5 separate regions of the Mus musculus genome follow, and regions 2, 3, 4 and 5 are each linked to region 1. A link is a contact called in public HiChIP or PLAC-seq and promoter capture Hi-C data. All regions are on one chromosome and are shown on one strand. The core of a region is the stretch at or near the end of the contact, and the rest is flanking DNA. Distances in the headings are between cores, read along the strand shown.

What was found. Promoter capture Hi-C pulls out the DNA fragments that hold promoters and counts their contacts. HiChIP or PLAC-seq counts read pairs in DNA pulled down with a chosen protein or histone mark.
Region 2: a contact with region 1 is called in a promoter capture Hi-C map of cranial neural crest. The contact joins the enhancer-like site here to the promoter of Alpk1 in region 1. A contact is called at or near these places in 4 of 39 promoter capture datasets (cranial neural crest, embryonic stem cells, hippocampal neurons and 1 more) and 1 of 115 datasets of contacts at active chromatin or transcription factors (large pre-B cells).
Region 3: a contact with region 1 is called in a promoter capture Hi-C map of the HPC-7 cell line, with 6 times the contacts expected there. The contact joins the enhancer-like site here to the promoter of Alpk1 in region 1. A contact is called at or near these places in 4 of 39 promoter capture datasets (the HPC-7 cell line, cranial neural crest, liver and 1 more) and 2 of 115 datasets of contacts at active chromatin or transcription factors (large pre-B cells and pro-B cells).
Region 4: a contact with region 1 is called in a promoter capture Hi-C map of liver, with 2.7 times the contacts expected there. The contact joins the enhancer-like site here to the promoter of Alpk1 in region 1. A contact is called at or near these places in 7 of 39 promoter capture datasets (the 3T3-L1 cell line, hippocampal neurons, liver and 2 more).
Region 5: a contact with region 1 is called in an H3K27ac HiChIP or PLAC-seq map of large pre-B cells, with 5 times the contacts expected there. The contact joins the promoter of Enpep here to the promoter of Alpk1 in region 1. A contact is called at or near these places in 2 of 39 promoter capture datasets (hippocampal neurons and liver) and 2 of 115 datasets of contacts at active chromatin or transcription factors (large pre-B cells and pro-B cells).

What each region holds. Positions count from the first base shown.
Region 1 is chr3:127,779,134-127,781,826 of GRCm38.p6, forward strand. It overlaps Alpk1 (alpha-kinase 1), which reads right to left and starts at 1,394. Exons shown (of 14, transcript NM_027808.1): 1 at 1,028-1,394.
Region 2 is chr3:129,692,440-129,695,132 of GRCm38.p6, forward strand. Egf (epidermal growth factor) reads right to left here. Exons shown (of 24, transcript NM_010113.4): 19 at 479-601. Among named protein-coding and RNA genes, the nearest start is that of 6330410L21Rik, 60 kb to the right of the region's middle. Within about 2 kb of position 1,347, at least 9 of the 459 cell types and tissues checked have an H3K27ac peak or open chromatin away from gene starts, as enhancers often do.
Region 3 is chr3:129,642,165-129,644,857 of GRCm38.p6, forward strand. No RefSeq gene overlaps it. Among named protein-coding and RNA genes, the nearest start is that of 6330410L21Rik, 110 kb to the right of the region's middle. Within about 2 kb of position 1,382, at least 3 of the 459 cell types and tissues checked have an H3K27ac peak or open chromatin away from gene starts, as enhancers often do. A contact at or near this core is called in the HPC-7 cell line, where this site is marked.
Region 4 is chr3:129,581,294-129,583,986 of GRCm38.p6, forward strand. The region is part of intron 2 of Elovl6 (ELOVL family member 6, elongation of long chain fatty acids (yeast)); the gene reads left to right. Among named protein-coding and RNA genes, the nearest start is that of Gm35986, 50 kb to the left of the region's middle. Within about 2 kb of position 1,363, at least 22 of the 459 cell types and tissues checked have an H3K27ac peak or open chromatin away from gene starts, as enhancers often do. A contact at or near this core is called in liver, where this site is marked.
Region 5 is chr3:129,331,395-129,334,087 of GRCm38.p6, forward strand. Enpep (glutamyl aminopeptidase) reads right to left here and starts at 1,355. Exons shown (of 20, transcript NM_007934.3): 1 at 468-1,355. The coding sequence starts at 1,087.

The sequences.
Region 1 (2,693 bases), core at 144-2,643:
AATCGGTAGCATGGGTATTATACTTTGGGGACAGTGTGACTCAGGTTTGAAGCTTCTACAGTCACGAATGCTCTCAAATGTTCAAGAACATTGAGGGCAAAGTAAGGCGCATGGAGACCTGTGTAGGCTTGAGCAGAAGCAACAAACAGACACAGGAAACTCTGAAATAGTTTTTAGCTGTGACGTCTCATCAGGCAAAGGTCAATATTGTCACTTTTAGGAGTGTTAGAAGCACACAGTTTTTTCAAATGCCAAGAAGCAAGTATTAGGATGGAGGTGACATTGTGTTGTGACATAAAATCTGCTCATCTGCTCCTGCCTTTGTGCTGGTACCTGCTGTAAATACTAACAACTTCAGAGGTTTTAATTTGTGACTTTCCAGGCTAGAGTGCTACTTTCAAATGTTACAATTTTTTAATGATAGGACCATTTTACCTAGACACCCAAAGGAATTTAATTTTTTTTATGTGCGCTTTCTTTGTAACCAAGACTTGCCCACACCCAGAATTTCTGTCCCTACTCCCCAAGTATGCTGAGTGACATTCACACAACTGTGCCCTGGCAAGAAATTACTGACTCCATCGTACAAGCAAGCGGCAGCGTCTTTGATAGCTTCCTATGTGCTCCAAACCCAGTTTCAAATCAGTAGTCCCCACAATCCTTTAATGCCCTCATCAGACACTGATTTTGTGAGCAGTAAGGCTAGCAGGTCTGGCAAGTTCTGTGACTAAGTACATTGCTATTAATCCATATATATATATATACATTAAAGGGTTCATATTTTTCTCCTCTTCACAACAACTGAACTGTAGGTAGCCTTTCCTCTGCTCTTTTTTCCCCCCTGTCCCTTCTGAGGAGCTTCTAGAAGCGCAAACCTTTCTAAGGGCTCAAGAGTTACTTAAAAGCAACAGAGACAGAGGTGGCACCAAGTCTACCGCAATCACCTTTGAGAACACTCTGCCGCCCCCATCCTGCGAGCATCTGCACCGCACCTCCTGCAAGTTTTCATTTGTAAGCTGATACTCACTCAGAAAATAACACTTCAGAGCAGCAGTCTGACCCGGGAGAGTCTTTATTCCGGTACAACCTCCCGGAAACACAGCGTTTCTCCTCAACAGCTTCTGTTTCAGGAAACGGGAATCTGAAAAGAAAAGTCCTTCCTTGCTCAGACCGTGCTTGTCTAACGCCACGCCAAGACACGCCCCGTTAGGGACTGTTGCGGGAAAGGTCTTCTGGGAGTCGTGTTACTGACTCTGGCACCGTCCACCAGGAAAACCCCAGCTTGGCCTCAAGTGCAAATAAACGTGTTGATACACGTGCCTCTGCGACGCCTACTTCTCCTCTGCGCTCCAATTCCGAGATCGACCCCCAAAAGGGGACAAGGAGAGCTTGTCTTTTGATGACATCAAAATAGTGTCATTATGTTCCTGCTTTCTCATTGGCAGTCTCTTCCTTCACTCTTGGATGACTCCATCTCTGCCCTACTCCAAATAAGGAGTTTCCCTGAACTTTCACAAGGAAAGGAACTTGTCTGATAACTGGTTTGTCTTTCAACGGTCGAAGCAAATGAAATCTGAGACTCAAGTTTTGATAAAAAAACATGTCAAAAGTACATGAAAAGATGTTAAAATGTTTATCAAAAAAAAGACATTTTTTATTGGAAAAGTTTTAAGAGGTCAACAATATTTTAACTTTCTCGAGCCTTTCTGAGCCTGCTGTGCTGAGGAAGTTTCTTTAGAAAGAATAGGAATGGACTTTCTTTTCTTTTTAAGGTTTATTTTTACTATCTTATGTGTATGAGTGTTTTGCCTTCATATTTGAGGAGGTGGTGAGCCTCCGTGTGGGTGCTGGGAATCGAACCTGGGCATCTTTACAAGGGCAACAGCAACAAGTGCTCTTAACCGCTGAGCCAACTCTCCAGGGCAGGAATGGATCTAGTAATACCAACAGGAAGCATTTGGGTAAAGCCTTTGGTACATGACCCAAGAAATGAGAACAGAAATCTCTCCGCACCTGGGCAGCAAATGCTTTAGCCAGTTGGACGGATTCCAGCTCTGCTTCTCAACCAAGTGGAAGGAACGATCCAAGCGGTCAAAAGCTAGATTGCCTAAACACTGACTTGTGATCGGCAATAATTCTTCACCCATGACTTTAGAAGTTGTTCGACCAGCCAGAGTGATGGTGTGCTCTTTTAATCCTAGTATTTAGGAGGTAGAGACAGGTAGATCCCTGTGAGTTCAAGGCCAGCCTGGTCTAACTAATGAGTTCCAGGACAGTCAGGATTACACAGAGAAACCCTGTCTTGGAAAAGAAAAAGCAAACAGGAAAAAAAAAAAAGTTGTTCAAGTAAGAACATAGAATTACTATAACAAAACTTTCCATTTATTTACATAACTAGAGTTTCCTTTTTTAATGTATGTTCTTTCTTGGAATGTTACTTTATTGTAGCTATAGATAATGTGCATCTGTTAACTAACTTCTAAGTACCATAAATATCATTGAGAAATGCACTTTTAAATAGCACTCTGTTATTCGGCATTCATCAAATATGTAACTTTGTATTTATCTTTTAAATAAATTACAAATTAAAAATACATGTATTGTAAGCATTGAATAGGCCTGTCTTTAGAATGTTTATTCAATAGTGTCTGTAGCAAAAAAGAGAAATAATTTTAATATATATATATATATTA
Region 2 (2,693 bases), core at 97-2,596, 1.9 Mb after region 1:
TTCAGGGGTCTCCCTGTTTCTACCTCCCAAGTACTGGGATTGAAGGCACTTACCACCATGCCCAGCTAGTCTTAAATTTGTATATATGGAAATAAACAAAATATACTATTACAAGTCTAGACATAGTTTTGACCTGTCTAGCCCAGCTAAGTTTTTCCACAGCCTCTGAAAACAACCAACCAGTGGAAAAGGAGTCACAGAGTTAAGAAGAAACCCCTATACTGAACCGTTAGGAGGAGGAAGAAGGGGAGGAGTTAATCATCATCATCATCAGCATCAGCATCATCAGCATCTTATCGCTGATGCTGTGAAATGAACAAAACCAGAATGACCACAAACTCCGCAGTCCACCACCAATCCGGTGGTGAAATCTAGTCTCCAGCCAGATTAAAGAATCCGCAAGGCAAACAAAAGCAGCCTAAGATTTCTTGAACCAAGTTAGTTCCTCACGGTTGATCTGGACCTCGCATCCACCTACCAGGGCAACTCAGTCCGGGCGAGGATGGGCGGCCTGCGCAGGTGCAGTTGTAGCCTCCCTCCGTGTTGGTGCAGGCGGCATTCTCACCGCAGTTGTGCGCCCCCCGCTGGCACTCGTCAATATCTGTCCCAGGAGTCCGTGGGAAGAGAAAGGGGTGCAGGGAAGGGAAGGAAGGGTTACGAATCCACAGAGTCCAGCCGTATAGAAGGTTTCTTCACCTGTGTGGTGCTTCATGTTCAGGGCCCTATGCATGCTGGGGGGGGGGGGGGCTGTCATGAATGCTAGAAATAAAAGATTGCTAGGTCCATGGCTGCACACCTATTGCTGGACTCCCGGGCTCCTGAAAGGCTTTCTTTTCACTTGTAAGGAAAGACATCGAGACTTCTCCAGACCGAAGATCGGTAAAGCACCTCCAGCAAATGGCATTTTATATCCTAAAACTCGGACTTCACTTTTGCAACTAGAAGCTTATTCATTGACATAAATGGCATGTCAGGACAGGCATGGCAGTGCACGCCTTTAATCCCAGCACTAGGGAGAGAAAGGCAAACAGATCTCTGAGTTTGAGGCCAGCCTGGTCTGCAGAGTGAGCTCCAGGACATCCAAGGCTACACAGAGAAACTCTATCTCTATATAGTATGAGCTATATAAAGAACTAGGCCCCTCCTTTAGCCCTGCTGCCAACCCATGTCTGTCTCAGCTGTTATTGCCCAAACAAATAGGTCTTCCCATTGTCTGCACTGAGTTACCTTCAGGAGAGCTGCCTCGGTCTATTCCAACATCTCAGATCTCCTCTGGGCCGCTCCCAAACACCAGAGCCTCTCCTGTTCCCTAGGCCACACAGTGATGAGCCCGTGACTGTGCCACTCAGGGGCAGGCCAGAGGCTTTTCTGTTGCCGACAGCTGTGCTGTCCAGTATGGAGAGACTTGCCCTCTGGGAGTATTAGGCTCTCTAAACTGCATCAAGTCTTATGGTCCAGATGGTGCTGTCAGTTCAAAATACACACCAGAGTTTTAAGTCTTAGTGTGCAAGTTAAAATATAAACATTTAAAATACCAATTAATGGTAAAATGCTAATATTTTAGACATAAAATGCACTAATAAATTAATATCAACTGTTTCCTTTGAATGTTCATAAAATAGCAGCTAGCACGATTAAGAGAGGGAGGTAAAAACAATAGCTGACCCTCAGACTTCATTTCCTGCGAATATAAGACGATTCATCTGCTAATAGAAGGCACTGAGATGCCTCTCCGTACATGCAGACCTCGACAACCAACCACCCAGTGACTGATCCGAGACAGGCTTTGTGAGGAGCTAACTAAGGTTAGACAAGAACAGGAGGGCACCCTGATGGAGCTGCGTCTTTAACAGATGAAGGAGCACCAGGCTAATCACAGAGGAGAGACTGAGGATGCAGTGAGAACGTGGCTTCCAGAGTCAGAAATGGCGCATTCACCAGACCACACCATCCATCACATGGGGCGTAGCCCCAAGAGCTGTGGGGAAGGAGGCTCCTGTGACCTGAGCCGCCCTGTCTGTGCACTGTGTGGTTTCTCTGCTCACACGCAGCCTGTACTCAGCACTGCTTCCCACCACTTCACAGATCCACGACTTGCTCATACCTGGATGCTCCCTGCCCCTTCACATCTCTGTTTAATTAATATGGATTCATTCTCTACAGTCCCACCCAAATGACACTTCCTTTAGGAAACCTTGCCCAAGGCCTCAAGCAGACATTCCCCCCAGTTCTTGGCTTTGTTGTGTTTCTGCTCCTCATGCCGCACATCTGCCTGTGTTTCTCTCTTATCAAAGCTGCCTTTCTCCCAGACCATGGTCTATTGGTCAGCAAGAACTGGCTTCTTCATCTTGATAGTTCACAGTTCCTAAGGCACAGTTCCTTTGTGCCTAATGGAGGCGAAGGCTTTGAACGGCTGTCCTGAATGAATCAAAGGAACTTCTGTTCTTTGTTTCCTACAGTTTTTAATTCTTTCATTTTCTGCAAGTCCTGAGATTGAACCTCTGGCTTCACATGTGTTACACAAGCACCTCTGAGCCACGCCTCTAGCTCTCGAGACAAACCAGAACACCTGCTGTAATCTTGTTAGAAATCCTCTCTCACATTTTTGGTTACGAGCCTATTCTTTTAACAGCTAAGCCATCTCTCCGTGCAGCCAACACCTTTTAGCCCAACACTCAGGGGGCAGAGGCAGG
Region 3 (2,693 bases), core at 132-2,631, 1.9 Mb after region 1:
TATCCCACTGGGAATGTCACCATTTCCTGTGGTGCAGTGTCTGGGATTAACAAGTGTCCTCTTTCAGGCTTGAGGGTACAGGTCTGGAGATGGGGATAGGTGTTTGACCATTCTGGGCCTCGGTTTTTCATTTGTGCAAAAGATGGTTCTGACCGGATAGAGGACTGACATAGATACTACTCATGGAACCTTTAGCATAGTTCTGACATAGACAGTAAGTATGGAGCCTTTAGCATAGTTGTTGATACCTGGAACTTCTGGATGAATGAATGCTAGTCAGTATCATTGCATCTTCTGCTGTTTCTTTCTCTTCTCCAGATGTTACAACTTACTCCAAGCAATCATACTGGAAACATCCATCAGTAAAGTTTCCTACCCATTCTTTGTTCAAAATATGAACTATAATCAAAACTTAGAGAATCAGATGTAGGTGTCAATACACAAAAATACATGTCAATAATTATACCATATTTCAACTCAAGTGATTTAATGTTTGGTTTGACATTCTTGTTTCCATTTGGTTTTGTAGATTCATTCACATAAAATAAGCCAAGACCTTTGGGGGGCAGGGGGAAGGGCTTCCCCTGAATGTCCACTGCTGACTGATGTCTTTCTAACCTGCCCTGGGATGGTGGTCATTTTATTTGTTTGTTTTGTTTTGTTTTCACTATAGGCGCACCTCTAACATAACTATCGTGAGGGCAAAAAAAAAAAAAAAAAAAAAGAATTTTTTAAGCAGTAGAGGGTAACTTCTGTATTTTGTAGCTTAAATGTAGCTTAAACTTCTTTATAACACAATTTACAATTGCCAGGCTATTGTATAAGTTTAAATAACCTGAATGTAAAGTGGGATGGCTTTCCATCCCACTTTAGCGTGGTTTTGATGGGCAAGCTTGTCGGGCCTCTTACCAATGCCTGGAAGTCAAGATGCAGGATTGCTGAGAGTTGAAGGTCAGACTCCACGATACCTAAACAGACCAAACCTAGGAGGAACAAAAGAAAGTAGAGCGAGAGAGAGAGAGAGAGAGAGAGAGAGAGAGAGAGAGAGAGAGAGAGAGAGAGAACATAGCCAAGTCCCTGAAGATTATTTTCAAAACATCCCAGCTGGATTTCTCCTGTAAAATGCTAAGCTAACTAAACATGAACCTGTCGTCCAGCTCCGTGACCACATATTACTCACTGAGAAGTATGACCCGACACAAGCTAGTCACTAAGCTTCCGTTTTTAAAGTATCTGTAAGGAAGCCACGGGAAGAAAGTGTCCCTGCTGTCAGCCAAGAAGTCGCCTTTACTAATTTGTCAGCACAGAGTCAGCAAGCTGTTATGGAGCTTAAACAAGGCGGTTTGTGTTAACTGTGGGGATTATATAAAGCTCGTCTCTGTTAGACATACATTGCCTCTAAGATCTCCACGCACTTTCCACTTCTGCATTGTTTTACCGTTAGATTACATGACTGCATTTCAATGATAATAGCTGCCCCTGGGCAATGGGTCAATGGAGTTGAGCCTTCATTAGCGTCCAGCCTGCAGACCACAGTCTAATATTCATGAGTCCTGAATTTTTTCTTCTACTCTTTCATTACCTTTATGAATGCATTGATGTCTCCATATTCAATGCATTTGACCCAACTGGAGTCCTTGACAGCTCTTGACTTCTTAGATTGCCACCTATGAGCATGGCTTCCATAGTTTCTTGTTGTGTCCTCGGTAGCCTGGGACAACTTCTGTTTTTCTTCTTAGCCGAGTGCTTTGTAGGCCCAAGCCCAGATCCAACCATTCCCCCAAAGACTCAAAGCTTCCTTCAGAGGCAAAACATGAGTATTTCCGACAACTCTAAATTACTCATATATTTTAGACACCATCTGAGTTGAACTACATTGTCAGGTTGAAAATATAGATATTCCTAAGACTGAAGACCCTATGTGTGTCTGCATGTAGAAATCATTTCAGTCAACAGCTGCACCAGGAACACACAGTAAGATGGCCAAAGAGCTTTGCATGTCCCTTCCCCCTTTCTGCAATATCTCTCTGATCAAGTCCTACAAGACCATTTTATCCCCCAGTTAACACAGTGAGCCAACTCAAAGAGCAGAAATCTAATTGTACAGTCAGGTTGAGGTAAACCTCGAGGCATCGAACGTGTTCCTTCACCATTACAGAAGCAGGTCAGGCTTCAGAGAAATCTCACAAAGCCCTCTGCACGACATCCTACAAACGATAATGACAGTTGCTTAATTACATTTCAGTTAAATCATTTAAAAGAAGCGTTGTGATCATAATTTTAATATTTTATTCTACATAAAGTAGGAAGAACGATGAGGGGCATAGTGTCTCAGCAAGGGCAAACATTGATTTATTCAGTCAATAAATATTTATGTGCCTGGAAATCTAAGGCACCCATACTTGGTTCTTATAGCTGTGAGCTTTAAAATTAATTTCTAAACTAGGCACTTTGGAGCTGGAAAGATGGCTCAGCAGTTAAGAGCTTTCTGCTGAAGTCGGGCAGTGGTGGCACATGCCTTTGATCCCAGCACTTGGGAGGCAGAGGCAGGCAGATTTCTGAGTTTAGGGCCAGCCTGGTCTACAGAGTGAATTCAAGGACAGCCAGGGCTACACAGAGAAACCCTGTCTCGAAAAACCAAACCAACCAAACAAATTAAAAACAAAGCAACAACAGCAACAAAAACAAACACA
Region 4 (2,693 bases), core at 113-2,612, 1.8 Mb after region 1:
GTTTAATTGGGCTTTCTTCCGGGAGCATGGGTTAGGGGTTACTTGAGTAGGCATTTTATAAGCTTCTACACTATGGAAGACAAATACTACTTATTAATACCCCCAGCAACCCTTAAACCTGGGGGTCAGACTCCCACGCTACCGTCTCATGAGCCATATGTGTTTCTTGCATGCCACTGCATGCACCACACAAGCCCCCCGCCCCTTTCCTCAGGAAGGAAGTGTTAGTGGTCCCGATCTTGTGAGTGGTCTTTCCATTGGCTGTGATCTGAAGGTGACCCATGCCATTCCTAGAAGGCAGACAGGCTCTTTAAGCTACGTTGCTGAACCTAAACATGAGGGAGCAGGAAAACTCTATGTAAGGATTGAAGCAGAAGCTGTTGGAAGAATAAAGAACTTGCTGAGGTTTCGTGTTTTGCTCTGTATTGTAATGTTAATAATACTGGCCCTCAAGATCTGGTTGCCACGGGGATGAGAGTCCTCACTCACACCAAGTGATGCTATGTAACCTAGCTCTTAAGACTATTGGTTGAATAAAGGTGCCAACAGCCTATAGCTGGGCGGCAGAAGAGTGGTAGGCAGTGGTAGGCAGAGTTTTCATTCCTTGCCTTGGGGTCTGAGGAGGACCATGGGGGAGGAAGAGAAAGAAGGTGAAGACACCATGGGGTAAGGAATCATGAGACCTAGGCATGAGGGCTGGCCCAAGACTACTCATATCTGAGTTATTGCCAGGGAAATCGACATGATAGTATATCTGCCCAGCTCTAGTACTTTAAAGGCTCATAAATATAAAACTTCTGTGCCTTGAATCTGAGAACTTAATGATCATTGGCTGGGTAGAAACCTCTGATTCCAACAACAGAACTCGTCTGGCTTTGAACCCTGATCTGTAATGCATTAGTCATAAGTAGACTAATGCATTTTGTGATCCTCACTCTTACTTGTGAAAGGCTAAAATTTTGCTGCATAACCATGATATGTGCTTCCGTTAAATTCCAACCTCATTACGGAAGTCACAGTTCAGTCCCATCGTTCCTGAAGACAAGTGTCTAGGAGTTCTGGCTTGCTCTGCTAGCACAACAACAGAATGCTGTTGGCATGGAACATGTTGTCAAGGAAATCTAGGGTCAGATTTTTGCTAACTATGTTAAACTTTTACTGTTGGCATATAGTTAAAAATTCCACTGATTCTATCAATAAATTAAAGGAATCTGTTAGTACTGACTTGGCTCTACCTTTTTCATTTAGGTAGATGAGAACATAAACTCAAATGTGTTTTGCTTATAAAAAGCCAGGGTTGCTGACGTTCCAGAGTGAGGCTTTTCTAGGGCAAAGGTCATTTGGCTCCATTTCTGAGTGACTTTGACCTTGCCTTCTCAGCCTTACCCCAGAGCTTGTTAGCCAGGGTAGTGAGCGTAAGAGGAAGGCAGTCACGAAGAGCAAGGTTATTGTGTTTTATAACAACAAAATTCTGCTGTCAAGAAAATCCATGTAACGTTAGTGACAAGTATTTTGTGAGTCATGAAAACCCACACAGATCTATGTTCTATTACTGTCGTTATAAGGCTAAAGAAATCTATAGATTTCCAGTGACTAGCTAGTCACCCCAGTCATTGCTTCTCAGGAAGGTTGCTTTAAGCCTGGATCCAAGTCGGAACCATTGGTTTCTGGTTCTTTCTAGAACTCACAGTTGTTCTTAATAAAGTCTGAAGTTCTGTTGATTTCTAGTCTTCTAAGAAAATAGCAATTATGTTTTATTTGTTAACATATCTGTATATGAAGAGGCACACATGTAAAACTTCCAGAGCTACTAATTTCCTTTCCCAGCTTTGATGTGTGTGCTATTTAATGTCATGGTGCCCTTGGCCTTCCAGCAAGACAGAGGTGGGTTGTGGGTAATTCTGCTGCTACCTGTTTCCGAAGCTCTTTAGCTGACAGTCCAGGAAGCATTGGGAGACTTCCTTGATTTCCACCTTCCTCTTCTCCCCCATCCTTGAGGTTCTGTGTTGTGGTACAGGAGAGGCGTTTGTTAAGTTAGCCTCAAAGAACGGTTTTAAGATGAAACACTTGGGGACTTTAAGAAGAAATACTTAGGGACTTGAAATACAATGGTGAAGTGAACTCAGAAAACCTTGACTGATCCCGAGCCAGCTGTCCCAAGGGTCATGCTCACTTGGTCATCGGGCACAGCCAGAATAATTAAGGGAGTGGTGGCCCTACAGAAGGCTGTTCAGGGGAAACAGAATCAATAGTCATAACCTGGGGCGTTGGTGTCTCTAACTTTATTTCAGCTTAGGTCACTGTATCTGTTGGTAGTCCTGCCCTGCTTAGAAGGCAGATACATTTCCTTTATTGCTTCTTAATGTGTTTCTAAAGCTTTAGGTAAGTTATTCAATAAGGAGTGAACATTTTTTTAAAGGCAAAATCGTATGAATTCTGTTGAGAAGCGGTAATGCTGGGCCTTCTGGGCTGTAGGACTGATTGAGCCTCACTGTGAAGTCCCAAGTAGGTTGCATTTTTCCTCATGTGCAATGCAGAGACACTGGAGATCTTTGTCACAAAGTGAATGAAAACTTGAGGAACTTAATTGAGAAATCAGACCAAATTTACACCAAGGATTTCAAATGTCTAAAAGGGCAGTAATAGAGCAAAGAATGCATAGAATGCAGGCCTTCTGGTGTGTGTGTCTGACT
Region 5 (2,693 bases), core at 105-2,604, 1.6 Mb after region 1:
CTTCGAGTTGGTGATACATTTTCAAATTACAAGAAGGCAAAACATCTTACTTCTCAGATGAACAAGCAGAATTGAAAGCAAGGGCAGATAGGGATCAGACCCACAAAACACAAGAGATGGGAAGCAAAGAGAAAAGGCAAAAATAAACACTGCAGAAACTGGGTTCAGAGGAAGCACCACACAGCACTGTATTGCACCGCACACAGAACAACACAGCACAGCACCACACTGCATCACACCTCGTCCCACCACACACAGCATAACACAGCACCACACTGCACATAGTAGCACATACAGCTCAGCACCGCACCGCACCGCACACAGAACAAAACAACACAACACAACACAACACAACACAACACAACACAGCACAGCACCACACTGTATCACACCTCGTCCCACCACACACAGCATAACACAGCTCTGCACTACACACAGTAACACACACAGCACCACACAGCACATACCTGATTTGCCCGTCCTCCATGTAGGTGGTTTTGTAAAAACCCACAAGGGAACCGTTCAGCCAGCCTTTAAACTCCATGGTCAGCCGATAGACACTGTCCCCACTGGTGGCCGCAAGGTCTTCTGCAGCCTGGATCACCACGTACTCCTGCTTCTTATACTCGAAGCACCGTCGAATTGGTACCTGCTCCCCAGAGGGCCTCCTTAGCTCCGGCAGCTTGGTGATCTTGGTCTCCCTGATGTGGAGCCATAGGTCACGAGTGGGTTTGCTCAAGTTGACAGAGATGGTCACTATTCCCGTGTACCTGTCTTCCTCCATCAGGGCCTTCACCTCCAGGTCGTAGTGAACTGGATTGATGAAGTCAGGCAGCCTGAAGTTTTTCCATTCTCCGCTTTCATCTTCACTGTCAGGGCAGACATTCTGGTCCTGAGGAGGGAGGGCAGTGCTGGCTTCCGGAGGAGGTTGGGAAGGAGCTGGGGTTGTGTCCTGCTCACACGACCTGGTCAAACCCACAGAAAGTCCCACTATTAATCCAACTGCCACCACTACTCCACAGATGATGGCCACGTGTTTGCCTTTAATGCAGTATTTCTTGGAGGGCTCTTCCTCTGCAAAGTTCATTTTCTCCCCCGAAGTCAGATGTTACACATGAAAGGATGTTAAATTTAACTAACTTTCCTTGTCAGCTGACTTCCCTTTTCAATTGGAAGGCGTCCGATCCCTGGCAGCTTGGCTTCGCTTTCCCACACCTCTCCCTCTTCCCGGTCCTGCTCGTCCCCACCGGCCACTCCAGGATGAATGCGGAGACCAAGGAGTAGGATGGAGACGCAGAAGAGAAGCTGACTTGAAGGAGGAGGACTGATGAGAATGTTGGCTCAGCGCTATATAAACAGCGTCTCCCCAGGCCTGCCCCTTCTGAACTGGAGCGAGTTAAATATAAAACAGGGCTTGAGCTTATCGGCCAATACAGCAAAGGGGTGGGGGTTGGGAGAGGTGGAGATGTTGCCAAACCTCTGTCAGCTTCAGAGAAATCACTTGGCAAAGAGGTGTGCTTACGATAGAAAACGCAACCTTTGCCATCAGATCTAGGGCTTCTTCTTGCTGTGTGAGCAGCCGGGCTCTCTCAGCCAAAGGGCTTCTTAAATTTCACTATTTTATTAGGTTGCTTGCCAAAGAAGCTAAGCGTGATTTTTTTGTTGTTTTTTTTTTTTTTTTCTCCTCCTCTTTTCCTTCAAATTATGTAAACATTCCATTTCTGCCCTCTGCGGAAATCATATCTTAGAGTTCGATACTTGGAGGAGTTTCTAAGTTTAAGGATCATTTAGTCAGTCAGTGACAGAGTTACAGGACCAGGTAGTCCAAGGCAGGTAGATGGAAGGCAGAAGGGGAAATGCGAAGCAACTGGCCAGGTCAGGAAAGCCGAAAAAGGGGAAGGAGAGTGAGGGGGGGAGGGGGAACTTTGGAAAGTCTGAGAGTTTGTCCCAAAACGAGAGTATGCTCTGCAAACTTAGGAATAGTATGTCAGCTTTGGAGCAGATAGCAGCTGTAATGGCTGGCCCTACCAGAGAGCCATTAGCAATGATGTCATTGGTAGGGAGTGAAGGTATGCATAGAGGATTACAACTTCTTATGAGTAGCCAAGTTGCAAACACTAGCCATTGCTGACAATGGCAATGCAAACGTAATGTAGCTATGGAGGTTTTGAGAATTATATATAGTATTTTCTATAAGGTACTTTATAGAAACTAGCATACAAATTTTTTCCCACAATCCCATGCAATTGATTCTATTTGGCTGCCTGTTATAGAGATGGTGAAGGACACGCAGCTGGCAGTAGCAGAATTGGTGTCTGAGTTGAAGGGCCATGTAGTTACTGCACTGCACAGATTTTCTTATATAAAGAGAAGGAATATTCAAGATTAAATGATTATTAAAGGCTTAGCATTTTCCAAAGAGCAATTCCCATGGTCTAGGTAAGATAACATTAAAATCTCTGTCTGGGGAGATGGCTTAGTAAGTTTGTGCCTTGCAGCAGGCACGAAGGCCTGAGTTTGGTTACTAGTACCCACATTAAAAAAAAAAAAACAAACAAACGAACAAACAAACAAGCCCAAGTATAATGGTATAAAACTCGGAATGCCAGTGTTGGAGAGGTGTAGGCAACGGGATCATTGAAGCTCACCAACTCCTCAGCCTAGCCCACTTGGCGAGTTAAGAGCAAAGCCAA